7 separate regions of the Mus musculus genome follow, and all the other regions are linked to region 2. A link is a contact called in public HiChIP or PLAC-seq and promoter capture Hi-C data. All regions are on one chromosome and are shown on one strand. The core of a region is the stretch at or near the end of the contact, and the rest is flanking DNA. Distances in the headings are between cores, read along the strand shown.

The links. Promoter capture Hi-C pulls out the DNA fragments that hold promoters and counts their contacts. HiChIP or PLAC-seq counts read pairs in DNA pulled down with a chosen protein or histone mark. Capture Hi-C pulls out chosen DNA fragments and counts their contacts.
Region 1: a FOXA1 HiChIP or PLAC-seq map of pancreatic cancer cells shows a contact between it and region 2. The contact joins the promoter of Slc25a1 here to the promoter of Lztr1 in region 2. A contact is called at or near these places in 1 of 39 promoter capture datasets (erythroid cells), 2 of 484 Hi-C or Micro-C datasets (natural killer cells and regulatory T cells), 2 of 115 datasets of contacts at active chromatin or transcription factors (memory CD8 T cells and pancreatic cancer cells) and 3 of 9 other capture datasets (adipose tissue, liver and pancreatic islet).
Region 3: a promoter capture Hi-C map of liver shows a contact between it and region 2. The contact joins the promoter of Dgcr2 here to the promoter of Lztr1 in region 2. A contact is called at or near these places in 1 of 39 promoter capture datasets (liver), 1 of 484 Hi-C or Micro-C datasets (CD4 T cells), 1 of 115 datasets of contacts at active chromatin or transcription factors (memory CD8 T cells) and 1 of 9 other capture datasets (liver).
Region 4: a promoter capture Hi-C map of hematopoietic stem and progenitor cells shows a contact between it and region 2. The contact joins the promoter of Ccdc116 here to the promoter of Lztr1 in region 2. A contact is called at or near these places in 13 of 39 promoter capture datasets (the C10 cell line, the HPC-7 cell line, cranial neural crest and 8 more), 2 of 484 Hi-C or Micro-C datasets (embryonic stem cells and erythroblasts) and 5 of 115 datasets of contacts at active chromatin or transcription factors (the SCID.adh cell line, embryonic stem cells, memory CD8 T cells and 1 more).
Region 5: a contact with region 2 is called in a promoter capture Hi-C map of liver, with 2.3 times the contacts expected there. The contact joins the promoter of Car15 here to the promoter of Lztr1 in region 2. A contact is called at or near these places in 5 of 39 promoter capture datasets (the 3T3-L1 cell line, cranial neural crest, hippocampal neurons and 1 more), 1 of 115 datasets of contacts at active chromatin or transcription factors (embryonic stem cells) and 3 of 9 other capture datasets (adipose tissue, liver and pancreatic islet).
Region 6: a contact with region 2 is called in a promoter capture Hi-C map of liver. The contact joins the promoter of Ppil2 here to the promoter of Lztr1 in region 2. A contact is called at or near these places in 1 of 39 promoter capture datasets (the HPC-7 cell line), 5 of 115 datasets of contacts at active chromatin or transcription factors (the SCID.adh cell line, embryonic stem cells and large pre-B cells) and 2 of 9 other capture datasets (liver and pancreatic islet).
Region 7: a contact with region 2 is called in an H3K27ac HiChIP or PLAC-seq map of extraembryonic endoderm stem cells, with 5 times the contacts expected there. The contact joins the enhancer-like site here to the promoter of Lztr1 in region 2. A contact is called at or near these places in 2 of 39 promoter capture datasets (embryonic stem cells and hippocampal neurons), 1 of 484 Hi-C or Micro-C datasets (regulatory T cells) and 4 of 115 datasets of contacts at active chromatin or transcription factors (extraembryonic endoderm stem cells, fetal liver, memory CD8 T cells and 1 more).

The regions. Positions count from the first base shown.
Region 1 is chr16:17,926,656-17,929,867 of GRCm38.p6, reverse strand. It overlaps Slc25a1 (solute carrier family 25 (mitochondrial carrier, citrate transporter), member 1), which reads left to right and starts at 1,649. Exons shown (of 9, transcript NM_153150.2): 1 at 1,649-1,882; 2 at 2,216-2,323; 3 at 2,402-2,501; 4 at 2,576-2,714; 5 at 3,128-3,212. The coding sequence starts at 1,789.
Region 2 is chr16:17,506,817-17,510,062 of GRCm38.p6, reverse strand. It overlaps Lztr1 (leucine-zipper-like transcriptional regulator, 1), which reads right to left and starts at 1,380. Exons shown (of 21, transcript NM_025808.4): 1 at 845-1,380; 2 at 375-437. The coding sequence starts at 1,035. It overlaps Aifm3 (apoptosis-inducing factor, mitochondrion-associated 3), which reads right to left. Exons shown (of 20, transcript NM_001291070.1): 19 at 3,144-3,164; 20 at 2,581-2,936. The coding sequence ends at 2,897.
Region 3 is chr16:17,889,779-17,892,993 of GRCm38.p6, reverse strand. Dgcr2 (DiGeorge syndrome critical region gene 2) reads left to right here and starts at 1,266. Exons shown (of 10, transcript NM_010048.3): 1 at 1,266-1,608. The coding sequence starts at 1,530.
Region 4 is chr16:17,142,880-17,146,229 of GRCm38.p6, reverse strand. It overlaps Ccdc116 (coiled-coil domain containing 116), which reads left to right and starts at 1,784. Exons shown (of 5, transcript NM_001373948.1): 1 at 1,784-1,853; 2 at 2,082-2,219. The coding sequence starts at 2,148. LOC115488656 (a long non-coding RNA gene) reads right to left here and starts at 1,359. Exons shown (of 3, transcript XR_003951945.1): 1 at 1,292-1,359; 2 at 849-1,064; 3 at 206-268.
Region 5 is chr16:17,836,461-17,839,934 of GRCm38.p6, reverse strand. Car15 (carbonic anhydrase 15) reads left to right here and starts at 1,749. Exons shown (of 8, transcript NM_030558.2): 1 at 1,749-1,894; 2 at 2,069-2,104; 3 at 2,464-2,634; 4 at 3,057-3,217; 5 at 3,300-3,392. The coding sequence starts at 1,828.
Region 6 is chr16:17,109,933-17,113,355 of GRCm38.p6, reverse strand. Ppil2 (peptidylprolyl isomerase (cyclophilin)-like 2) reads left to right here and starts at 2,104. Exons shown (of 21, transcript NM_001252444.1): 1 at 2,104-2,213. The coding sequence starts at 2,182.
Region 7 is chr16:17,813,710-17,817,312 of GRCm38.p6, reverse strand. It overlaps the pseudogene Zfp520-ps. Among named protein-coding and RNA genes, the nearest start is that of B830017H08Rik, 18 kb to the left of the region's middle. Within about 2 kb of position 1,807, at least 112 of the 459 cell types and tissues checked have an H3K27ac peak or open chromatin away from gene starts, as enhancers often do. A contact at or near this core is called in extraembryonic endoderm stem cells, fetal liver, hippocampal neurons and 1 more, where this site is marked.

The DNA of each region.
Region 1 (3,212 bases), core at 400-2,899, 420 kb before region 2:
GCACCCTGAAGTAGAGAGGGACAAAGGCCATCCATGGCACTGGGCCCTGGTGCCAGATGGGTAGGTAGAGGTGGGAAGGATCCCAGTTGTGACCAAGTGTGGCAGTCATGTGTCTAGAAACACTAGCACAGCCAGCATTTTTCTTACCTCCATGCCCAGCTGTGGACTGCTGCTGTGACCCACCAGGCTCTGGGAGAGTTCCTTCTCACGTGTGCTAGAAAGGGCGTTGAATTGAAAGCCCACCCAGGATTGCATGGAACAAGCCCTCAGAGGCTGTTGTATCCTGAATATACTGGGTGTAGTGAGTACTAACACTGGTGGGAGAGGAGGACAGGATGCCAGCTGGCCTTCACCAGCTGTTGTTACCTGAGCTAAGAGTCCAGTTGTGTGTGTGTGTGGGGGGGGGGGTGTTCCAGCTGCACCTCTAGCCTGGCCAACCTCCCACTGGCCCCCAACTGCCATCCCCATACTCCTTGCCTCCAGACATCTGCTGGCCCAGTGCCTTAGGCTCTGATGAGTGGAATTGATCCTGTTCCTTCTGCCCCTCGACCACACAATGGCATTCAGTACAAGTACTACAACCCACAATCCCCCAACCCGACCCCCCCCCCAAAAAAAACCAGCAGAAGCCAGACTAGCTATAGGCTCTCCTCTGCTATCCTACAGGCTTACCCTATTAATACTCTACAGCGCCTGCCTACAAGGAGCCTCCTTTGAGTGCTTTTGTTTATACTGGGTAATGTGTCCACACCCAACCCTCAACCCATTTAACCTTTTCTGGGAAAGGAATCACAAAGGACTCCAACTGGGAGGTACAATATCTGGGCACTCTGTTTTAGCTAAAGCCCTGTGATAGCTTCTGAGCCAACCCAGAGCTGGGGGAGATCACTGACCACCCCCAGCGACTGCTTCCTTTCAGACAGCAGGGAGGTGGACCCTTAGGCCTCCAAAGGTCTGCAAAGACTCCTGGGAGCTTCACCCCAAGCCGGCTAGGGCTGCCCCCTCCAGGCGGCTTTGAGGATATGTGTGGCAACAAAGACTTCTCAAGACTTTGAGCCTCCTGCCGACCATAAATATTAAAACATGTTTATCAGAGCAAAGCAGCTCTGCCTGGTGATTGTGTGGGTAGGCGGGACAAAGGCCAACTTAATAGGCCCTTCAAAGATTCGCTAGAAACTGAAAGGAAGGGAAACCTGCATTTGTCGGGGGAACCTGCCTAGGAAAATTCTGTTTCCGGACGAATCCGGGAAGGGCAGAGTGATCATCGCACTGCCCGGGAGGGTGCACGAAGGCCAAGCTCTGTTATTACAATAATTCAGAAGACTGAATTCACGCACCGGGGTGGATGTGTCCCTACATCGCCCCCAGGATCTCGAGGCCCACCTTAACCCCAAGGCGCGCTCCAGACGCACGTGTCTCTAAACTGCACCTTGACCCACTGCTACCCGCCTTGGCTTAGCGTTGCTGTCCGGAGACCACGCCTCCGGCGGGGTTCTCCGTCTCCCCGGAATCCAGCACCGGCCATTGGCTGCTCTCAGCTCTCCGCCCCGACGCGTGCCCCAGTGCATCCCGCCCAAGCCTCAGTTTCCCGGCTGGCACGGGGCGTGGCGTGGGCGGGGCTCAGCTCAGGCCACGCGGGGCGGAGCCCGGGAGCTGACGTGACCACCCCGCCTCCCGGACCAGAATTGGTCGTGGTCTCAGTAGCCTCCGGCTCCGCTGCTTCCCGAGAACCCCGCGCCGGAGGCTCGGACCCGAGGTCGACGCCGGGCGCCTCTCCTCCTGCCCGCTATGGCTGCGCCTCGCGGGCCCCGCGCTCTGTCGGCCGCCGCGCCGGGGTCCGGGAAGCCCAAACTGACGCACCCCGGGAAGGCAATCCTAGCAGGTGGGTCACTCGGAACCCCAACTCAGAGCCTGTCCGACAGCGCTTCCGGGTGGGCCGGGGACGCCCAGGCCCCGCCCAACTTCCGGAGGGGCGGAGGTGTCGGGGTTGCGACCCGGGACCCCTAAGTCCACTCGTCTGCTGTCGCTCAGAGTCTCTTGGGCACTCCAGGCGGAGACCACCGGGTGGGGGCGTGGGCATCGTCGGGACGCTGGCAGCGACGCGGGCAAAGTCCGGGCGGGGGAGGGGCCGCGCGGCGGCGGCAGCGGTGGCAGCGGTAGCGGCTGGGTCCACCGGGCAAGGGTGTCCCTAGCCCCAGGCATTTGGTCCCCACAGGCGGCCTGGCTGGAGGCATCGAAATCTGCATCACCTTCCCGACCGAATACGTGAAGACGCAGCTGCAGCTAGATGAACGAGCGAACCCACCGCGGTACCGGGGCATCGGTAAGGAGGGACTCCCGGGGGTGGCTAGGGGGACACTGCGGAGCAGAGGAGCTAGGGTCTTGACCGCGCCTCCCGTAGGAGACTGCGTGCGGCAAACTGTCCGCAGCCATGGCGTCCTGGGCCTGTACCGCGGCCTCAGCTCCTTGCTCTACGGCTCCATCCCCAAGGCGGCTGTCAGGTGAGACTCTGCTCTGTTGAAACGACCCGGAGGGAGTGGCCGCAGCGGGCCCCCTCACATGTCTTCTTCATTAGGTTTGGGATGTTCGAGTTCCTCAGCAACCACATGCGGGATGCCCAAGGTAGGCTCGACAGCAGGAGAGGACTATTGTGCGGTCTGGGTGCCGGCGTGGCAGAAGCAGTGGTAGTCGTGTGCCCTATGGAGACCATCAAGGTGAGGGATTGAGCCTTTCAGGGGTAGCCAGGGTATCTTCGGGCTCCCAGGTTTTAATGGCATGTGCCCCCATGGAGGCTGTCAAGGTGGGAAGGGTCCCCACACATATGCACCAGGTTCGTGGTAAATGGTGGCAGAAAGGGTCTCCTGTGGCGGCTCATGCGTAATAAAAGCATGAGCGAAGTCTTCAAAGCATAACTCACTATTCAAAGTCTAGGAAATAGCAAATGTAACGCTGGGGAAACCCTCTGAGGTCTTGGGGCCTATGTGTAATGGAACTCAAGAACAGCCTAGGGATTTCCTGCAGAAGAGCTGGGAGTCCCCAGCTTTGGCCTAACGTTGGTAAGGTCTGGGTCTGCCAGATAAAGTGCAGATGTGGCCAGGAACCAGGGCCATTGCTTCCTTCCTTTTAGGTGAAGTTCATCCATGACCAGACTTCCTCCAACCCCAAGTACCGAGGATTTTTCCACGGGGTTAGAGAGATTATTCGGGAACAAG
Region 2 (3,246 bases), core at 131-2,630:
GCTAGCTGTTGTCTGATCTCCACATTTGCGCCCCTCCCCCCATAAGAGATGTTACAAAACAAAAATTTGGGCAAAGCCTAGAGAGAAGTGTAGGGAAAGAAGAAAAGTGCCAGTAGGGCTAGCATGTTTCTTCCAAAGCTGTCTCCTCTTTCAACACAAGGATATCTCCATGAACCTAGCACAGGCTGCCGTTTGAATGCTGGATAAAAGGGCTTTAGGGGTAGGGTCTTCCTCACCGTAACATGGGAATCAAGGGCAAAGCACCACACAGATGGCGAAACAGAGGCTCACAAGGCATAGCTAATGACTCCCATCCTCTGTCTCTCTCTGTCATCATCCCCTGCCACCACTTCCATCAAAACAGGCAAACTCACCCGTTGTCTCCACCAAACACATAGATGGCATCCTTATATGCCACGACTGTGTGCTTGCTGCGCCTAGAAAGAAAGAAGGGGTGAAGGGTGGTGAGACCGGAACTCTCCCAGCTGGCACCCAAGAAATGGGACTACACACATGGTTGCTACCACATAAGTTTGGACAAAGCCTCTCAACTGCTAAGATCTATAGAGATCCTTCAGTTCTTCAGACAGCAAGGACATACATCGGGGACGCTTCAGACTTCCCACTCATACCTCACAGCTCAGGGACCCAAACAGGATCCTCAGAAACACAAGTCTGGTACCCTGCCTAGAATCACTACGGTGCTGTTCCCTGGGAACTCAGCTTTGGGAACGACCAATCTATACTCCAAGACATCACACGGGATTTCGTCCCTACAGCCCGTCCTAAGACCAGCTCTCGTCCCTACTACCAGTGCCTTCAGGATCCCTGTACACTGTCGTACCGGGCGCCCACGAATTCGTCACAGGGCGGGAGGCGCCGCCAGCGATGCACTGTTTCGAAGGGTCCAAAGTTGAGCGTCAGGTACTCGACACTGTCTGAGCAGCTGTGGTCAAAGTCCACGCTCGGAGCCACCTTGGAGCGTACCCCTCCTGTCAAGGCCCCGGACCCAATGGGGCCTCCGGAGCCAGCCATCCCTTGTTCAGGCTGGATAGGCCGCCAGGTTGCAGGACTCACGGCCACCGCCCGGGCAGAGCCAAAGGACTACACTTCCCAGAGAGCCCTGCGCCGCTGGTGTAGCACTTCCGGCCGGTTTGTCGGGCCTCCCGACAAACCTCGCGCTTCCCGCGACGCGGCTCGCTATCGAGGAACCTGGCAGCCCGGCTCCTCGCATTATCGTATATCGAGCACATCACATTCTGGAAAGTATTTCTGGCCAAGTCTCGATTTGGGTTTCCTCTTTCAGGATACGCACTCAGACCATAGTAAACCACTGACATTCTCAAGGCAGCGGCGAGCTACACGCTCCCGGCATGCCTTGTAGTCGGGCTTTGCTGTCTCCCGGAAGATCCCCCCGCCCTCCTCCAGGATGAGGTTTCGGACTTGCAAGCGAGCTGCTCAATTGTCCACCTTCTGTTTGTGCTCCCCAAACCTGATCTTCACTGCTCCCCCTCTGCTCTCTCTTGGCATTCTTGTCTGGGACTCTCGATGGCGGGGCACCTCTGGGTTCTCAGTTGAGAGCAGTATCTTCATTTATTTCTCTCCTCTCTCTTCCTCCCCCTCCTTCTCTCTCTTTTTTTAAAAGATTTATTTATTATTATATCTAAGTACACTGTAGCTGTCTTCAGATGCACCAGAAGAGGGCGTCAGATCTCATTACGGATGGTTGTGAGCCACCATGTGGTTACTGGGATTTGAACTCATGACCTTCAGAAGAGCAGCTGGTGCTCTTAACCACTGAGCCATGTCTCCAGCCCCTTTCTCTGTTTTGCTGTGGGTTTTGAACCTAGGATTTGATCAGCATGCACTCTGCCACTAGGCTACACCACAATTTGTGTGTGTGTGTGTGTGTTTTATTTGTAGTCTGCTGCCAGCTGAATCACCCGTGAAATGATTCAGGAAGTTCAGGCAAAAGGGACACATGTAGTGAAATGGATATAATGTCAGTTGGTCTAGTTTCATATTTTTTTGGTAAGAGCTTATAAATGTAAAATAGTAAAAGTCAAGAGCAGCTTCACAATGGCTATCCTAACTGTACAAAAACAAAACCTAGAGATATACAGAATGCAACTGGATAGGTTTTTGAGTGACTACTGCAATCTAGCAGAGTGTATTTGTGAGTTAATAACAATGAGGTGATTTTCATTTTGTTTTATTTCAGACAGGGTTTCTCTGTGTAGCTCTGGCTGTCCTGGAACTCACTCTGTAGATTAGGTTGGTCTTGAATTCAGAGATCTGCCTGCCTCTGCCTCCCGGGCACTGGGATTAAAGGTGTGCGCCACCACCTCCTGGTCTGAGCTCAGGTTTCTGTGGCAGCATGGAGTCTGCAGGACCCAGCTCCCACCTCTCTTAAGTGGACAAATACAAAAGCTGTCTCTGGCTTGTGAAGCTTTTTTAAAAAAAAAAAACAAAAGACTGAGACTTCTAACCCTCCTGCCTCTGTCCTGAGTGCCACTATTACAGATGTGTCACATCATGCCTGGCTCTAAGTGTCGGCCCAATTACACTAGGACACAGTTCTGCTGAGACATGCGTTTTAATTTTAAGGTAATGTTGAAGGGGCTTGCTGGGAAAATCGTCCTAGTAGAGGAAACCAAGGCAGAGCCTGTCCTGCCTCTACACCCAGCTGTCAGTGACAGCTGAGGCATTAGGAATGGACCATCTTCTGGAGGCTGTGGTAGCCTGGCTGGAGGCGAGGCAGACAGGTCAAGGCAAGCCTTGGAGGACTCAGATTCCACAGTGAGGGATCCTGGGAAATTGGAGTTGGCACTTGCCCCAGGACTTGGTCTCTGACCTTGGTACCCCAGAGGCCTGCCCAAGTCCACCACAGGAGAGCTCAGGATCCTTTTCCTGTGAGCCAAGACATGTCACCGGTTCTGCAGGAATGAGAGGAGGATGGGTCAGGGCAGAAGAGGACAGGTTCCCCACTCTAGGCACCATGAGCCAATGATTCTTGAATACAGCAGCAGAGACTGATCTGTGTCAAAGCCCCGTAGGTAATGGACTTGGGCAAGGTGGGAGGGTTCAGTCATTGGGCTGGGGAAGAAAGGCTGAGAACAGTCAACAAGAAACAATGCACGTACTTGCTGTGTAGCATAAACAACCTTTTCGAAGGCAAGAGGGAAAAACAGAAGGCCAAAGAAAGTATATCATTTATCAGATCCACTCTGAGTCTTCCACTCTAGG
Region 3 (3,215 bases), core at 17-2,516, 380 kb before region 2:
TGGTGGGTTAAGGAGTTAACTCTGTGCTTTCATTGTACCGCTCAGCCAGACTTCTCACTTCCTGTCCTGCTCTTTTCTCTTCCAAACCTTTCCTGGACTCTTAACGGCGGCTCTGCAGGTGGACAGTTGGCAGGAAGACTGCACTTGGCTGAGTTCCCTCCAAAGGACCTGCCCAACTCAGAGCTCTGGCTGAGCTCCCAGGGCAGATTTGCAGTGGGGGTGGGTATGGGGGCAGAAGGCTAGGCCTGGATCTTGTACTCAGTGCTGGGAATGTGCCATAAAACTATCTGAGTGCCCAGAGCAGCACTGGACAGGTACCCTTGCTTCTGCCAGCAAGGAACCCCCCATCTGTTGTGACAAGTCCTATGTCCAACATCTTGGGCCAAGACCTGGTAAAGTTGGAATGTCTGACGACTTGACCTTGACTTTACCTACCTATAACAAGTTAGCATCTTTCACTCATGGCTCCATGTATCTATCGTAGGTTGAAATCCTGGGACTTTGGTGGAGGGGCAATAAGAGTGAGTCAGATATGCTGGAGGTGACTGGCCTTCCCCACTTTTCACTTCCTTCCCCTGAACAGATTGGTTTTTCATTTGCTGTCTCTCCTTCCACGTTCATGCTGTTCATGAAGGCAGGTGTGAGTTTAGCATGTGGAGCCTTGTTCCCAGGCTTTAGCCCTGTCTCTGCCTGGGCTTTTTTTCTCCATTGTATAGGCAGCTCCTTCCCCAGATCTGGTCCAGAGACTCTGGGCTTCTCTGTTAGATTCTGACATCCATTAAGCCATTTCCTCCTCTGTTGATATTCTTTGTGCCATTCCCTGATCCACAGAGACTGCTGGTCCTTTATTTTCACTAGAGCTCTTCACTTTCTTCACAGCCGTTCGGCGTTTAGAAGACCACTTTAGGGAATATGTTGGCACTGGGACAGACCTGGGCCTCCAGGAGTAAAGATCGTTCAGGTCCAGCTATACCTCCTCAATTCACTAATCCCGGATTCCCCACTCCTACCCACCCCAGACCCTGGCGCCAGCACTGTCAGTCCTTGTGACCCTACCAGCACTAGGGACCCCTTTTGGTACCTCGCTGCCAAGGCTGCGTCCCACCTCTCGGTTCAGCCAATGGCACGCCTCATTTCCTGCTAGCCCCGCCCTTGGCCCCGCCCACTCGCTCATTCCCTAGGCCTCTCGTGCTCATGCCCCGCCCCGCGTCTGGAGCTCGGGTCCTACCTCCCTCCGCCACCCCACCCCCCGCCCAGCTCGGCGTTCATTGGTTAGTGCGGGCCGGAGGCGGGGTGGCGCGGGCCGGAGCAGGACGGCCGCCATCTTGCGCGAGCCGGAATCTCATCCCGCTCCTGCGGCCTAGAGTGCGCGCGAGTCGGTGGCGTTCTCTTGCCGCGGCCCAGCTGGATCCCTCGCCTGCCGCCCCTCAGCCCCAGGTCGGAGTCCGGCCTTCACCCACTCCTCTCGGCCAGGTCCGGCCTCCCCGCGGGGTCACGCGGCTGCCCCGGGGACGATGAACGGAGGATAAATGGTGCCCAAGGCAGACAGCGGTGCCTTCCTGCTGCTCTTCCTGCTGGTTCTCACTGTCACCGAGCCGCTGCGGCCAGGTGCGCGGTGCTGAGGGTGGGGGCGCGGTCGGGGGTGGGGCTGCGGACGTCCGTTCCCCCGCGGCTGCTGGGGGCTACTGCTCCTCGGCCCGGCACAGGCGAGGCCTGGCCGCGGGCCTCTGGGCGTCCCCTGCCCTGGCACAAATTGGAGTGTACCAGGGTTCGGAGCCTCGAGGATGTTGCCTTTAGACCCAGGTCCACCGAGCGCCGCGTGCTCTGGGACCCACTGGCCAGGAGCTGCGTCTCGGGCGCACCCTTCTGCTTGGCTGAGTGGAAGTCTTGGAAGCAGCTTGTGGAGGCACCTGGTGCCCCAAGTGTCCGCCCAATTGTGGCCTAGTGCCAGCGTTTCAGCCCTGGACAGCGATGTCTGGTTGCTCATTGCCACTTAGTGAAACGCTTTATCACAGAAGTCCAGCCCTGCCCAAAGGAGGTACTGGGAGTAAACTGAGTACCAGGTGCAGGGGAGAGTCCTTTCAGCGGTGCCTGGCACTTAGTGCTTTGTGTGGTGTGATTAACTACTTTTGATACTCCCTTGGAGTTTTGTGTGGTGGGGAACCTCAGGTCCCTTTTCTGCTTATTTCAGATACTTCTGAACTGTGCCCCCCCCCCTGCAAAAAAAAACCTTCACTGCACCCTACTTCCGCAACAAAGCCAGGTCAATTTATCCATCAGGCACAGGAATACCAGTACAGCCTCACTGTCCCTTTAGGGATCCCAGCAGGGATGTCTTGTCTGTGAACTTTCAGAGACTCCTCTGTACTAGGGCGGTGGTAAGTAGAGCTCTTAATGCTTTTAGCAGAGGAAGGTTCCCATGAAGGAATGCCCCAGGCAAGTCTTCTATGGGTGACATCATGACTGGGTGTCAGAACAGGTGGGTGCACCCTCAGCAGTGTCCTATCTCAGCTCCCATCCTGCAACATATTTCAATGCTTGGCTTTGTGCTTTTGTCCCATGTGGAAATGTCTGCCAGAGCCTCAGTGACCAAGCCCAAGACAACACTCAACTGAACAGAGCGTTTCCCTGGGCTCCAGGAAGGGAAAAGCCAGCTGCTCTGCATAGTGAACTGACTGGTTGTAAAGTAGCCCGCTAGGAACCCTTGTGGATATGATTCTCTTGTCAGGCTAAAGGGTTTGTGGGTTCTTACCTTTTACATATTGGTAAACATGTTTGTATACTTCTGCATACAGTGAACCCATTCTGATTGTTGGGTCCAGTTTTGCAGGTGAGGTCCAATGCCCCTTGCCAGTCTGTTCCTATATCCTGCCAGCTGGCTGAGAGCATTTCAGAAAGGACATGTGAGTTCTTGCTGCCTGCCCAACGATAGAGGTATTCGAATGCAGAACACACAACCCTCTCTTTAGAAGTGCTCAGTATAGAAGAAGAGAGCAAGTATGAATTCTTCAGTATATTGCTGTGTATTGGGCATCCCCAGAAAGATGGCAGAGGCCATCCATGTGCACATGCGCAGCAGGGGAGCCCTCATACGATCTAAATGGGACCTACAGTGGAAGAGGCTCCAGTGGAGGGAGTAATGGGACCTTGAATCCATGGCTTTCTAGGCTGGAGCTTGGCATCAGTCCCACAGTTCTGTCTTAAGTTGTCCTGCA
Region 4 (3,350 bases), core at 535-3,034, 360 kb after region 2:
TTTTTGAACTGTAATTTTTTTTAATGTCGAAAAGGAGAAATATATTCAAGAGAAATTCCCCTTGCTCTTCTCAGTGTTTATCATTACTAAGTTTCTGGGCAGTATATTGTCCTTCCATTATTTTCTCTGAGAAAAAAACCAGCCACCTACCTTTCTCCATCACTCAATGATGATGCCAAGTTATTTCATTCTTGTAATGCTGCTCTTCTTTGTTTCAGTCTGTTCCTCACTGATTCTCCCAAGGGGAGGCTTTTTCTTAGCAAAAGCTCTAAACAACAAGAAAACTGGCAGATTTACTCAAGAAAGCACTAGTTCACTTTCACCTTGAGCTTAAGGCAATGCTTACATCCGTCACCTCACTTTTGGACTTTGTCCAGTAAGCTTCCTTATCCATGACTTACCTATAATCACCATGGTGACATGGTAATGTGGCTGTCTTGATACTGTTTTGAAACAGTCTTATGTATACCAGGCTGACCTCACTATTCATTCAGCTGAGGCTAGCCTTGAACGTCTGATCCTAGAGCTTCCACCTGTCCAGTGCTGGAGCTACAGGTATGTGCTACCACGCCTGGTTTTTGTGGCACAGGAAATTAAACCAAAGACTTCATGCATGTTAGGCAAGCATTCTGCCAACTGAGAAGCATTCATTATAGGATGTCTGTTTCTTGATTCAAGCCCATGATATTGGTAATTTACTACTGTTTTACAGCTAAGAGACCTGAAGGTTCATGAGAGAGATGGGGCAGGAACCCTTCCCTACAAGTTGAAGCCTGACCTGCTCTGGGCTCCTCAATCCTGATGCCTGCGTGACAGGCAGAAGGGAGAGAACTTGATTGTAACAGTACCTGGTGACGTTTCATAAGGGTTGGAGGCCTCGAAGAACCCTTCAGCCAAGTTCTTGGCATAAACACTGCTGTGTCTGATCATAGTGACTGTTGAACCATCGGGTGTCATTCAGCCACTGGGGCCCTCTGAGAAACTGCTTTTGGAAAGGCCAGAGGCCCTGAGGCCATGGAACGCTGAGAACCACAGATTGGGAGGAGAAAACTCTACAGCACCTACTGTATCAGGAATGGGGTTATTAGGGATTAGGGCTAACTGCTTTGATTCTTGCCCTAAAGAAGTGAAGCTGTTAGACAAGGAAGAAAAAAATGTGGCAGGGGAGGATGGACTTGCTGTGGGTATGTTGGCAATGACAGGCTTCCTAGGATTGAAGGGAGGAAGGAAAACTGTAGAGGTGAGTTTATATGGCGCTTCCATATAGTGTAAACTGTGTTGTAATACTCACTTGTGGAAGGGTCCTCAGCTCCATTATGAGGAGCTGGTGTTGAGGGGCTAAGTCATATTAGTAAGAAAAAGCAGGGGCAGGAACTAGGCTGTTCAGAAAACCAGGACTCTTCACTTGAAAAGGAAGATGCGGCCTAGTCCACACTGCATTGATGAGGGAAAGGGATCCTTAAGAGGAAGCCAACGGAGTGGGAGGTCCAGGAATGAGCTGAGGAAGGTGTTTAAATCACAAATTGAGGCTATCGCTTCCGCCCTGAGAATTAGAGAAACAAGACCCAGATTCAGACGTCTTGGCTGAATATAACCATCCCCAAGAACTATACTTAGCTGGCTGGACAGAAAAAAAAAAAATCCAACGGGTGGGGGAGGAGCCAATCTGGGCCCCTCCCCCAACCATTGTGTCGGGGAGGCTAGTGAATGAGAGGCCAGATTCTGTCCAATCAGGATAAGGTATGTAAATGAGCATCCTAGGATGCTAAGGGGGTAGGATTCCAGTTCTCTGTGCGGTAGAGCTTTAAAGGGTGCTGAGTGAGCGAACCCCTAGAAGCACAGCAGAGACTCTGGTAAGCAGGTGAGGTCTCCAGGGTGCCTCTGGTCTGAAAGAAGGAAGTCCGGACACACACTTCGACCCAGACACAGTTGCAAACAAAAGGCAGCGATTTGGGAATGTCCACAGATGAGTGACCGGTCCAAGCAGGGAAAGTTGGGATGTCTGAAAGACAAAAGTACAGGGAATGAGGGGTCCATGGAGGCCTGGACCTATCTTTACTTCCTTTCCCCGCCCCATACAGAGGAGTCTGCATCTGTGCTGTGGGACCTGAAAAAGGAAGCAGAAAACAAATTTAATTATCCTCATCATGGCGAGGTGCCGCCACCACTCAGGATATCTGGCTGACGACGAGGCTGCTCACAGCACCTATGTGGCCCCGGTAAGTATATCCAGCTGGCCCACCACTTGCCACTGCTTTCTTGTGTCCAGTTGAGCTCACCAGGTCATCTGGTGGAATCCTTATTGTAGTGTCACCTTCCCTTATGCCTGCTTGCAGAGCCCTCATCACTCACTTCCCACTCCCCTTAGCCCCAGATAGCACTTGGGTGGACTAGGAGCCCTGAGAAAGGAGCAAGGAGGACTCAATCTGGAGACATAGGCTCAAGTCCCCAACTGTAGCACAGCAGTGACAACAGTGTAGGTCTGTGCTAGAGACAGAGAAGAAGGGCTCTCCAGAGAGGGTGGAGGGCTCTCATAATTGCACTTTCACACCATGAACACAGAATTCCACTTCTTAGTCTCCCAGCTAGGGCTGGCATATATGAAATATAGGCATTGGGAACCTTCAGGGCAATCCTAATAGACCCATACTTTGCAGTGAAGCCCTCAATTAGGGCTATTGTAAGAATAGTCACACATCCCAAAGGTCTCAGAGCTGGGTGGGATTCAAACCCAGGATTACCTGATTCTAAAATGTAATTCAGGGCTGATGAAAGAGCTCAGTGGGTAAGACTGATGATCTGACTTGGGGGTGATCAGCCCGTCTCCGAGATCCACACAATACAAGGAGAGAACCAGCTACACCAAGCTGTCCTTTGACTGCAACACTCCAGCTGAGGCGTGTGGACACACAAAGAATTGTTTCAAAAGGTTTTAAAGGCCGGGCGTGGTGGCACACGCCTTTAATCCCAGCACCCGGGAGGCAGGTAGATTTCTGAGTTCGAGGCCAGCCTGGTCTACAAAGTGAGTTCCAGGACAGCCAGGGCTACACAGAGAAACCCTGTCTCGAAAAACAAAACAAAACAAAAAAAAGTTTTAAATGCACGTCAGTGGTTGAACATTTGCATACCATGTTCAAGACCCTGGGTTTAATCGTCAGCATTAACAAGCCTAAAAAAAAATGTTTTTTCATTGTTCAGTATCAACCAGCTTCTAATGGGACCCTGGGAGGACTGCAAAGATAGCTCCTTACCCATTGCAGGCCATCCTGCCTGTTATGACTGCAAAGACAGCTCCTTACCCATTGCAGGCCATCCTGCCTGTTATGACGAGCCTCTCTGTTCAAATGCAG
Region 5 (3,474 bases), core at 500-2,999, 330 kb before region 2:
AGTCCTAAGATGCTAAAGACTTGCATAGCCTATTGCCTTGGGCTGAGGCCTCTCCTGAAAAGAGGGGGTTACACCCACCCACTATGGCACTCAGCCTGCTGGGGGTGAGAAGCAGAAAAAGCATTTACTATCATTTCTGTGAGACACCAGGATTCTTGATAGCAATGTTTGCGTGCGTGTGGGGTGTGTGTGTGTGTTATCCAGATCTCAAGAGGAAAGGAGACGTAGGGAAGGAGAGAGGGTTTTTCTGCCATGCTTTGGAGGAAAAGGGACACAGCAACCATGTAAGATCTGGGCAGTGAGGGCCTGTGGCCGGGTTGCCAAAGATGTCTGGCAGGGGCTAAATAGAACAAGCCACTAAGTTTAGGGCGGAAGGAGAGATGGAGATAATAAATTGGAAAGGGCATGCATTCCCAGGCAGGAGAGATTTGTGCTTAACAGGCAAGTTAAAGTAACAAGGCTGAGTGTGTGTCTTTTGTCCTCGGATTCTAGGGTCCCAGGAGTGGGCTGGTAATGCAATCCCCTCCTGGAGCAAAGGTGGGTAGAAAAGGAAGCCAGCTTAGGGCTTGGTTTTGAGGATCCTGGAGCTAAGCCTGGTGGAACAAAAGGGAGCCAGGAGTGGCTGGTGGCGCAGCGGGCCCCCCCCCCCCCGCCCCGCAATCCCAGGCAAGGTGGTAGCATGTTTTTTAAAACTACACACAACAAAGGTGTGCACCTCCATGCCCCACACAATATTTTAATTTTTATAGTTTTTGTGTGTTTGTGCATGAGTTTATGTATTTGCACCCCATACATGCAAGAGCCCTTATTGGTCAAACTCAGGAACCAGACTTTCAGCTGTAATCAAGTTCACTGTCCTAACTCAGAAGGGCCAGTAACTACAGCAGGCTGTCACAAAGGCTGGCAAGGGGTTGGGTTAAGAAGGATCTGCTGAGGCCTTTGGTGGGGACAGGAGCTTCATTCTACCCTCAACACATCTGAAGCAGGGTGCCTGGGGCTCTGCCAACACTGCCCTTTCCTCCCTGTCCTCTCTTCAAGGAAGAGCCTGGTCCTCCAGCAGTGCTGAGGGAGAATCCAAGGAGACATGCTAAGCAAGTACTCTTCCACTAAGCTATACCATGGGAAAGAGATGCTGAGAACTGGAATACTGAGAGGGGCAGCCCTCCAGCCCACTCCCTGGTAGTCATTGTTCAGCCTAACCTGCTCAGACATGGTGCCCATGTGCAGAAGCACATCAGGAAGCCAAGGAGGCACAGACACTTCCCTCCAGAGTGCCAGGGACTTGAGCCACTGTAGTATCCCCACCACAGGAGGGCTGCAGCTTCTCCTGAGACCTTTGTCTTTGGGAGGGTAGTCCTCAGACGAGCATCAATAGGAAGGCTGATGTGGACCTGGACTTGGAACGGGTTGGAATCTCAAACTTGTAGCATGAGAAAGAACAGCCATGCCTCCTAGCCTAAGTCTTGGGCAGTAGGATCCAATGTGCCCTCACCTCTTGAACTAATTTCTTTGACGGTGGTTTCGGCATGTCACTCCTGGTCTCTGTTACTCATTTTCACTGCTGTAAGAGTAATAACCAGACGCCCTTCGGGAGAAATGCCAACAGTTACACTGGCTGCAGCAGCTCTGAAGTTTAGGCTCCAGCCCACCTCCATTCCTAGTGGCTCTACCTGGGCTCCACCTACTCTAGCCTCACCTCAGCATGTCCACAGGGCTTATCCAGACCTCTAGTTCACCTACCAATGAATGCAGAGCAGCCTTCTAAGTAGCCTGGCTGTACATTCCTCATCCACTTTGCAGTTCTCCGGAGTCAGCCACTGCAGCATCATGTGGGCCCTGGACTTCTTGCTCAGCTTCCTCCTTATACAACTGGCGGCACAGGTGGACTCCAGTGGTGAGCACCAAGGCTCTGCCTGACACCACCTACCTACCAGTGATGGGGCAAGTTTGGGAGGAGACGCACTGACAAGGGAACAGCCTCTACTGGCTAACCTGTCTCCATTCCTGGACTGGGGTCAAGATGGAACTTTATAAAGAACCACAGTGGTCCCCTGCCTCCTGTCTACAGGTACCTGGTGCTACGACTCCCAAGACCCAAAGTGTGGTGAGAACAGTTGTAACAGGCTATGTGGATCTGTCTGGTCTCTGTCAGCTCCTGTGCTCCAAAGAACTGGACACTGTGATTCTGTGTGTCTGCTGTCAGGGTCTGTGAGTCTATGGGTGTGGCTAGATCATGTGTGTGTTGGGATGGTCCCCAGCATGAGTATGCAGCCGTGTCCCAGACCCTCCTACCTTATCTCTCTGTGGGCCAGTATGCTTGCAGACTTATAAGTCAGATGGGTGCTGCTGCAGCCAGGTGTGTGGAGGGCAGAGGGAGGGCATCTGGGTATATGGAATCCCTCGTTGTACTCCCAGACTTGCCTTTGAGACCCCTGCTGCAGACACTAGTCCTTCTTTTCTCAGGCCCTGCCCACTGGAAGGAACTAGCACCTGCCTGTGGGGGCCCAACCCAGTCCCCTATCAACATTGACCTTCGATTGGTCCAGCGGGACTACACTCTTAAGCCCTTCATCTTTCAAGGCTATGATTCAGCCCCTCAAGATCCTTGGGTCCTGGAGAACGATGGCCACACAGGTCAGCATCATAAGGTTGAGACTGCCACACAGAAGCAGGACTCCATACAGCTTACAGGAACCTCACCCATACACAGGGATGAGGACCCACAGACGAGCTGAGACACCAGCTTCTCAAAAGAGCTCACTACCCCCCAACACACAACACAAATGGGCTAACCAGCTATAAAAATGGGATACGCAGACGAGTCCAAATCCTCGTGGACAAAGCAGAGGAGGCTCTACACACGATGTAGGGAGGTGGCAGGGGACCCTCTATAAATGAAGCTAGCCATGACCCCTGAGGACAGTCAGTTCATGTCCAGATGCCAAGATGCTGGAAAGAAGTCAAGGTCCTCATAACTGAAACTGCTAGTGACAGTGTTATTCCTACCCTGGGGAGTCTGCTGGTGAGGAAAACTCTCATGTGCTCCCTGCCTTCAGTGCTACTTCGAGTAAATTCCTGTCAGCAGAACTGCCCAGCCATCCGAGGGGCTGGGCTCCCGTCACCAGAGTACCGGCTACTGCAGCTGCACTTCCACTGGGGCAGCCCAGGGCACCAAGGCTCCGAGCACAGCCTGGATGAGAAGCATGGCTCTATGGAGGTGGGTTCAGGGTGGACCAGAAGGAAGACAGGCGTAGGGAGCAGAGAGCAGCTGGTCACTACCTTTGTTCTGTATCCCCTAGATGCACATGGTCCACATGAACACAAAGTACCAGAGCATGGAGGATGCACGGAGCCAACCAGATGGGTTTGCTATACTGGCTGTGCTGTTGGTGGTGAGGAAGGGGCTGTGGCCCCGTACATGTTTCCAGAAACAGGGACTTGGAGTTGTGTGGAGGGACCAGGGATCTTCAGCTC
Region 6 (3,423 bases), core at 855-3,354, 400 kb after region 2:
GAGTTTAAGGATAGCCTGGACTCTATAGAAAAACCCTATTTCAAACCTCACCCCTCAAGTATGGGCAGTGTGTGTTTGGATCACACGTGCAATGGCCCCTCACGTGCACTGTAACAAGCAATTCTGTTGTGCTTGAGAGAGTGGGGTGGGAAATCCCGTTCTTCCCTTTAGTGGTTCAGACCCCTTAGGGCTTCACTTTCCTTGAGTTGCAAGTGCACTATATTGTTCCTGCATGTAATCTCCAAACACAGGCCTAGTTTGATAGGTGTTTCTACCCAGAGGAGAAATGAGTGGGTCAGTCAGTTTACAGCTTGTTACTTGCCCGAGTTTCAAAACTGTGATTCTCATTGTCACCTCATATGCTGGCCTTAGAATCTTTCTCCATGTAAGATGTCAATCATTACTGGACATTAGTGGATATACATATTGAGTCATGGTTGATCATACCTCACTTGGGACTATAGATAATAAAAATCAGAACATAAGCAAAATTACTATATAATTATAAATTATGATAAACTATGAGAGAGGTGAGTGGGGTGGCCAAGAAAGTGTTTTTTTGTTTTGTTTTGTTTTGGTCTCACTGTATATTCTTGGTTGACCTGTAACTCAATATGTAGACTAGGAGGACTTGAACTTACAGAACTTACCAGCCTCTGCCTCCCAAGTACTGGTAGTTTTGTTTAGTTTTGATTTGCTTTTGAGACATGGTTTCTCTACTCACTGTAGACCAGGCTGGCCTCAGACTCATAGAGATCTGCTTGCTTCTGCCTCCCAAGTGTACACCACCATACTGGGCTAAAAGATCTTTTGAGGTAAGATTTATTTGGAAGGCAGAAGTTATGAAGTAAGAAGCTGACAGGATGACTGCCTTTGGCTAACTGGGTGGATGGTGGTCCTTGTTAATCCTGCCAAATGAGAATCAGACCAGTGACCCAGATTTTTTGGTTGCATTTTCAGTTAGACAGGGTTATCTCCCTAAAGTAGGATTTGAGAGCATAGTCTCAAAGGAGAATTTTTTTTTTTAATATCCCCCAAACTGCAAGGCTAGGGGGTTTCTAATGTTTTATGTTTATGTAGGAATTTGACAAGACATCTTAAAATTATTTGGTTGAAGATCTTATCAGGAGGTTAGGGTTAGGGTATGGAACATACCATTTAGCATCAAAGTGGAGATTTGGAACAAGGAAATTAAGAATTCTTTGATCAGCCAGGCGGTGGTGGCACACACCTTTAATCCCAGCACTTGGGAGGCAGAGGCAGTGGATTTCTGAGTTCCAGGCCAGCCTGATCTATAGAGTGAGCACCAGGACAGCCAGGGCTACACAGAGAAACCCTGTCTCAAAAAACAAAAACAAACAAAAACCCAGCTTAGGGTGGAGAGATGCCTTAACAAATAAGAGCTGTGCAAGTCTGGCAAAGAGAACCAACTCCTCACTTGTCCTCTGAGCTCTACACTTGTGGCATGGCCACTATTTAACCACACACACAATTTTAAAAAGGAAACTTGGGGCCGGGCATGGTGGCACACTCCTCTAGTCCCAGCACTCGGGAGGCAGAGGCAGGCGGATTTCTGAGTTCGAGGCCAGCCTGGTCTACAGAGTGAGTTCCAGGACAGCCAGGGCTACACAGAGAAACCCTGTTTCGAAATACCAAAAAAAAAAAAAAAAAAGGAGACTTGGGACCCATTCTCCCGGCACATGAGACCCAGACCAAAGATCTGGCCACAGAAGGAGCAGAGAGGGCTTGGTCATCTGCCAGCTGATGGGCCTGAAGGGCGTGGGGACCGAACGAGAGAAGAGTTGAGTATACACATGGACATGGCTTTAGAGAAGGTGAAAAAGGTTGAAGATCTTTAGATACAAAGGAGGTGAGTCTGAGTGAGTCTGCCTAGCATAGCATGGACTGAACAAGTAGCCAGACAGTGCATAGAAAAGTTTTTGAGGGCTTGGGGGAGGCAACGCAGTATGGTGGGAGACAGGAAAAGTGGATTCTACTCAAAGTTAGCAAGCTTCAGCCTAGCACGGTGCCTGCACCCAGCACCTGGACACCTGGAAACCACAATTCCCAGAATGCTTTCTTCCAACTTCCGGGATCCAGTGCGTCGATCTCCGGAAGTAGTTGAGAAAGCGGAGGCGCCATAGTCAGTGTCTGCTGTGGTCTCTTCGGTTTGTTGCCACCATGGGGAAGCGACAGCACCAGAAGGACAAGATGTAAGTTGGGTCGCGTCTCTCGTCTCAGCTCGTCGCCGTGCTGAAGGCTATCATCTGAAAGCCTCAGCTCTCACAGGCGCGGTCTCGTCCCTCAGTGCAGCCTACGCGGGCCAGGGCGTTCTACCGCCGGACTAACTAACTTCCGGGATTTCCCTACCCCTAGCCTTTCTGCGAACGAGTTTTGCCCCTGAGTTGGTTGTCCGCTTCGTCCTGGCTCTAGTCTGAGAGCCTACACACAGGCGACAGCCTTCAAGTTGAAGATAGGCGGGTCGTGCTCCATGTTCCCCTCCCATTTGCTGCTGCTGTACTTTCTGTTTTCTGTTGTCTCTTCAGATGCTCCCCGCCCCTAGCTGCTTGCAAGGATATCTTTGACTTCTGTATTGCCAGATCTAGTATCCAGCTTTTCAGTCCTTGGGCTTCTTCCCTTTCCAAAAGTAGCCTTTAGTGAGATCTTACATGCGCTTAGTAGTTTTTTTTGTTTGTTTTTGTTTTTGTTTTTGTTTTTCAAGATAGGGTTTCTCTGTGTAGCCCTGGCTGTCCTGGAACTCACTTTGTAGATCAGGCTGGCCTCGAACTCAGAAATCCCCTTGCCTCTGCCTCCCGAGTGCTAGGATTAAAGGCTTGGCGCTTAGTAATTTAATCTGCGAATGATCTCTATTTCATTCCTCTTTGCTGGGCTTCCCCTCCCCTTGTCCCAGACCTCGGGGGTGTTTCCTTCATCCCTGTGGTGGATCTGTTCAAAGAGTCTCTTGCACTAAGTCAGCAGCTTTCACTCAGTTCTCCACTTGGAAAACTTACAGCTTTTTCAAAACTAGTATGCTAAAAGGGAACTTGATAATTTTCACACCTAAGCCTGCCGTTTCTTATCCTAGCTCAGTGGTTACATAGTGGGTCCCTGATTTACTATATATAGACTGAAGACAATTCTCATCCTAACAGAAGAACAACCGCACAGAGCAACTGGAGCTATGTTAGATCATGTCTGGGTCCTGCTCAAAATCACCCACCAGCTTCCCATCACACTTAGGCAAATAGAGAGTACTCTCCTTGATCTTTGACTCATTTTTGACTCGGCCGCTGTCCTTGCTTCTGTGTCTTTTTCTGCTGCTACGTACCTCATCACACTCTTCCTCTGCTGTCTCCTTTCTGGAACAGATTCAGCTTGTCCTGTTCCAGCCTCAGTAAGTGTTATTCCTGTAAAGGGCTTCCC
Region 7 (3,603 bases), core at 558-3,057, 310 kb before region 2:
GGTGCAACCCATCTAATTTGGTTGTCTGGTCTCCTCCAAGAGAAAATGCAACTTCTTGTATGATTGTTTTATTTTTGTTTTTTGAAACAGGGGTCTCTCTACACAGCCCTGGCTGTCCTATGCTCACTATGTAGACAGGCTGGCCTCGAACTCACAGAGATTCAACAGCCTCTGCATCCTGAGCAGTGGGATTAAAGATGTGAGCCACCATGCCAGGCCTACTTCTTGTATCTTTTTGAGAAGCACTGTTCTATCTCAAACTAAACTCCTGCAGAGTAAGGTGAGAATCTCCCCGGTCAGAGGCAACAGTGGAGTTGTTCCTGAGTAGTCAGATATAGCACACTGCCGAGGTCAGAGGTGAGCAAGGAAAGTGAGGTTGGGGCAGCCCTTGTGCACACGCACTACCTCACAGGATAGCTCCACAGAGGACATCCTAGGAGGCAAACCCATCAAGAGGTCTGCTGCTACGTTTCTGATGTGTTCAAGCAGCGCCAGCTGTTGGGACGGAGTACTAAAGAGTGAGAGGAGGCAGTCCTCTTTCCCCTGAGGCACCACAGAACTGCTGGCTCACATTTTTAGACTTGAGTTTATGCCAGTGCAATCTGTGGGTGGATGTATCTGGGACTGAATCAGCTCCTGATCCCGAGACCTGATCCTGATCTCAGCCCTCGGGGATTGATTAGAAGCCTGGCTGGGTCTTCAGCTGGAAGAGTTCCTTTGGCGGTTCACTTGGGCACTCTGCTTTTGTGCCTCTGGACTTCCGGGTGCTTTTGGTTTTCTATTTAATTTTCTGGTTTATTTGCAACTCCAGTCCAGCAACCCAGTCTGAGCTCCAGGGCCATGCTTCTGCTCCGTACAGAAAACTCTGCTTCAATCTCTTAGAGATTGGAAGGTGGAGCCTGAGATAATTGGAGGACATTTACAATACAGGGCTATATCAGGCTTTGATTCTCAGGCAGGTCAGATGGGAGGCAGCCCAGGTAGTATCCTGGCCTGGGAGCTGCAGAATGACACTGCACTGGGGAGCGAGGCTGCGCTGTGGAAGCCAGCTCCTATTGCTAGTGGGAGCGACCTCATAAAGGAGAGCCTTGGCAGCCACAGTGGGACTGAGGAGGCTGTCCCTCTAGGGTGCCCCCTCTCCTTTGATCAAGGCACTCTCACTGAACACTCATCTGCCAGATGCAGCAAGGACATCCAGTCCACAAAGGGACTGCCTCAGAACCACCAAAGAGCACAGCAACCGTCAGAAGAGCCCAGGCAATCTACACGAGAGCACAGACAGCATGAGGTGGGTGGGCACTGACGCTGCGGAGAGCAAGTCAGCCAGTGCGGGAAGGTATTCCTGCAAAGCTCCCGGCCCTTTCGCTGCACTTGCGCAATGGCCTTCAGATGCCACGAGTGCAGCAAGGCCTCTGGAGCGCCGACCTCGTGGAGCACCAGCGCAGCCACGCTGCTACTCATGCCCCAACGCGCACCCGCGGTGCACGCGGGCGATCGGCCCTACAAGCGCGGTGCCCGCGAGAAGGCCTCCAGGGGCAGCTCGCTGTTCAGCACGCACCGCCCAGCGCGCATCGGGGTGAGACCCTACGCATGCGCCGCCGAGTGCGCCAAGGCCTTCAACCAGCGCACGCACCTCACCCGCCACCTCTACGGCCACACGGGTGAGAGGCCCTGCAGGTGCGGCTGTGGCAAGGCCTTCGCCTGCCACTCTTCGCTCACCGTGCACGAGGAGATCCACCGTGGCCACAAGCCACTCAAGTGCTGGGACTGCGCCAAGGCCTCCCACAGGCGCGCGGGCCTCGCCCTCCACCAGAGGGCGCACACGGCGACATGCCCTTCAAGTACTGCGAGTGCGGCTCTGCTGCCCCTGGGACATGGGGTGCACCAGCGCACCCACAGCGGGGAGAAGTCGTTCCGGTGCTTCGAGTGCGTTAAGGCCTTCAGCTTGTACTCCTACCTCATGGTGCAGCCAAACTGGCGAGAAGCCCTACAAATGCCACAAGTGCGGCAAGACCTTCACCCAGAACCACTGTCTTACCACACACAGGAAGGTTCACCCCGGGAGAGAAGGCTTTCCAGGGCGGGAAGGATTTCTGCTGGAACTCACACTTGGAGCGCCAGAGGTTGCACTGTGAGGAGTTCAATAGGGGCTTGCTGAGCTCCATGCCTGGCAGCCTGCTGGATGCAGGGAATACCAAGGCGAGTGGCATGGACCCCATAAATGCTTTGAGCATAGCAAAGCTGTGTGTGATACAACTGACCCCTGGAGAACAAATCTGTCAATCAGGGTGACACTCGCCGGTTACTTCCCCACTCTCCCAAGTCATCAGCTCTAGATTCTCAGAGCCAGACGACTGTCCCTCCAGGTGAAAAAGCCTGGCTTGACCTTAAAGTAGTCTCTCACAAGCCATTCCCTCCTACTAGATATGGTCATGGCTAGGGAAGAAGTCATCCTACCAACATGCTTAGTGGGGCCAGAGCCATGAGAGTTTTTGCAGCTAGACACAGGCATTTTTCCTTCTCTCTCTCTCTCTCTCTCTCTCTCTCTCTCTCTCTCTCTCTCTCTCTCCTCTCTCTTCCTTCCTTCCTTTCTTTTTAAAAATTGTCTTATTTATTTATTTATTTATTTATGAAATAGAGTTTCTCCGTGTAGCCCCGGTTGTCCTGGAACTCTTCCCACAGATCAGACTGGCCTTGGCCTACCAAGTGCTGGAATGAAAGGTGTGCATCACCTCCTCCCAGCTGGCATTTTCTTTTAAAAGAAAATAAGGGCTGTGCAGATGTGTAAGTGGGTAAACTGCTTTTTGCCATGCAAGTGTGAAGGCCTGAGTGTGCACCTCCATAACCTGTGTGAAAGCCAGGTGTAGTGGACAGGTGTACGCCCACCTCTGAGCAGAACAGGAACCAGCAGGCTCTTGAAGCTCTCCAGCCAGCCAGTCTAGCTGAACTAGTGAGACCCTGACATTTCCCAGTGAATTTTTAATTGTTATTTAGGTGCTTTGCCTACATGTATGCTAGTGCATTGCCTGGGTGCCTGGTACCCACAGAGGCCAGAAAAGTAGATTAGATCCCCTAGGACTGGATAAACCCGTGTCCTCTGGAAGAGCAGTCCGTGCACTTTCTACCAAGCCATCTCTCCATCCACAGAAACCTGGCTTGAAAAATAAAGTAGATCCACATGTGGTAGCTCATGCCTTTCATATCAGCACTTGGGAGGCAGAGGCAGGAGAATCTCTGTGAGTTTGATGCCAGACTGGTCTACAGAGAGAGAGAGTTCTGGGCCAGCCAGAGCTCTATAGTGAGACCATCTCAAAATAAACAACTAATGTAGAAAGCCATAAAGGAAGGCACCTGGTGTCTCCCCACAAGCATGCACACACAGATACACACACAAATTAAAAGCTCTGGAGAAATGTCACAGAGGTGACAACATAAAAACCTGAGTTCTAGTCCCCAGAGCACACATACCCTCCCAATGCTGAATCAAGGAGGGACAGGAGGATCTCTGAGCCTTGTTGGCTGCCATCCTAGCTCCTGTCTTGAAGGAAAAAGTCAGAGAGTGATGGAACAAGACACTTGATGTCCTCTTCTGGCCTCTGCAAA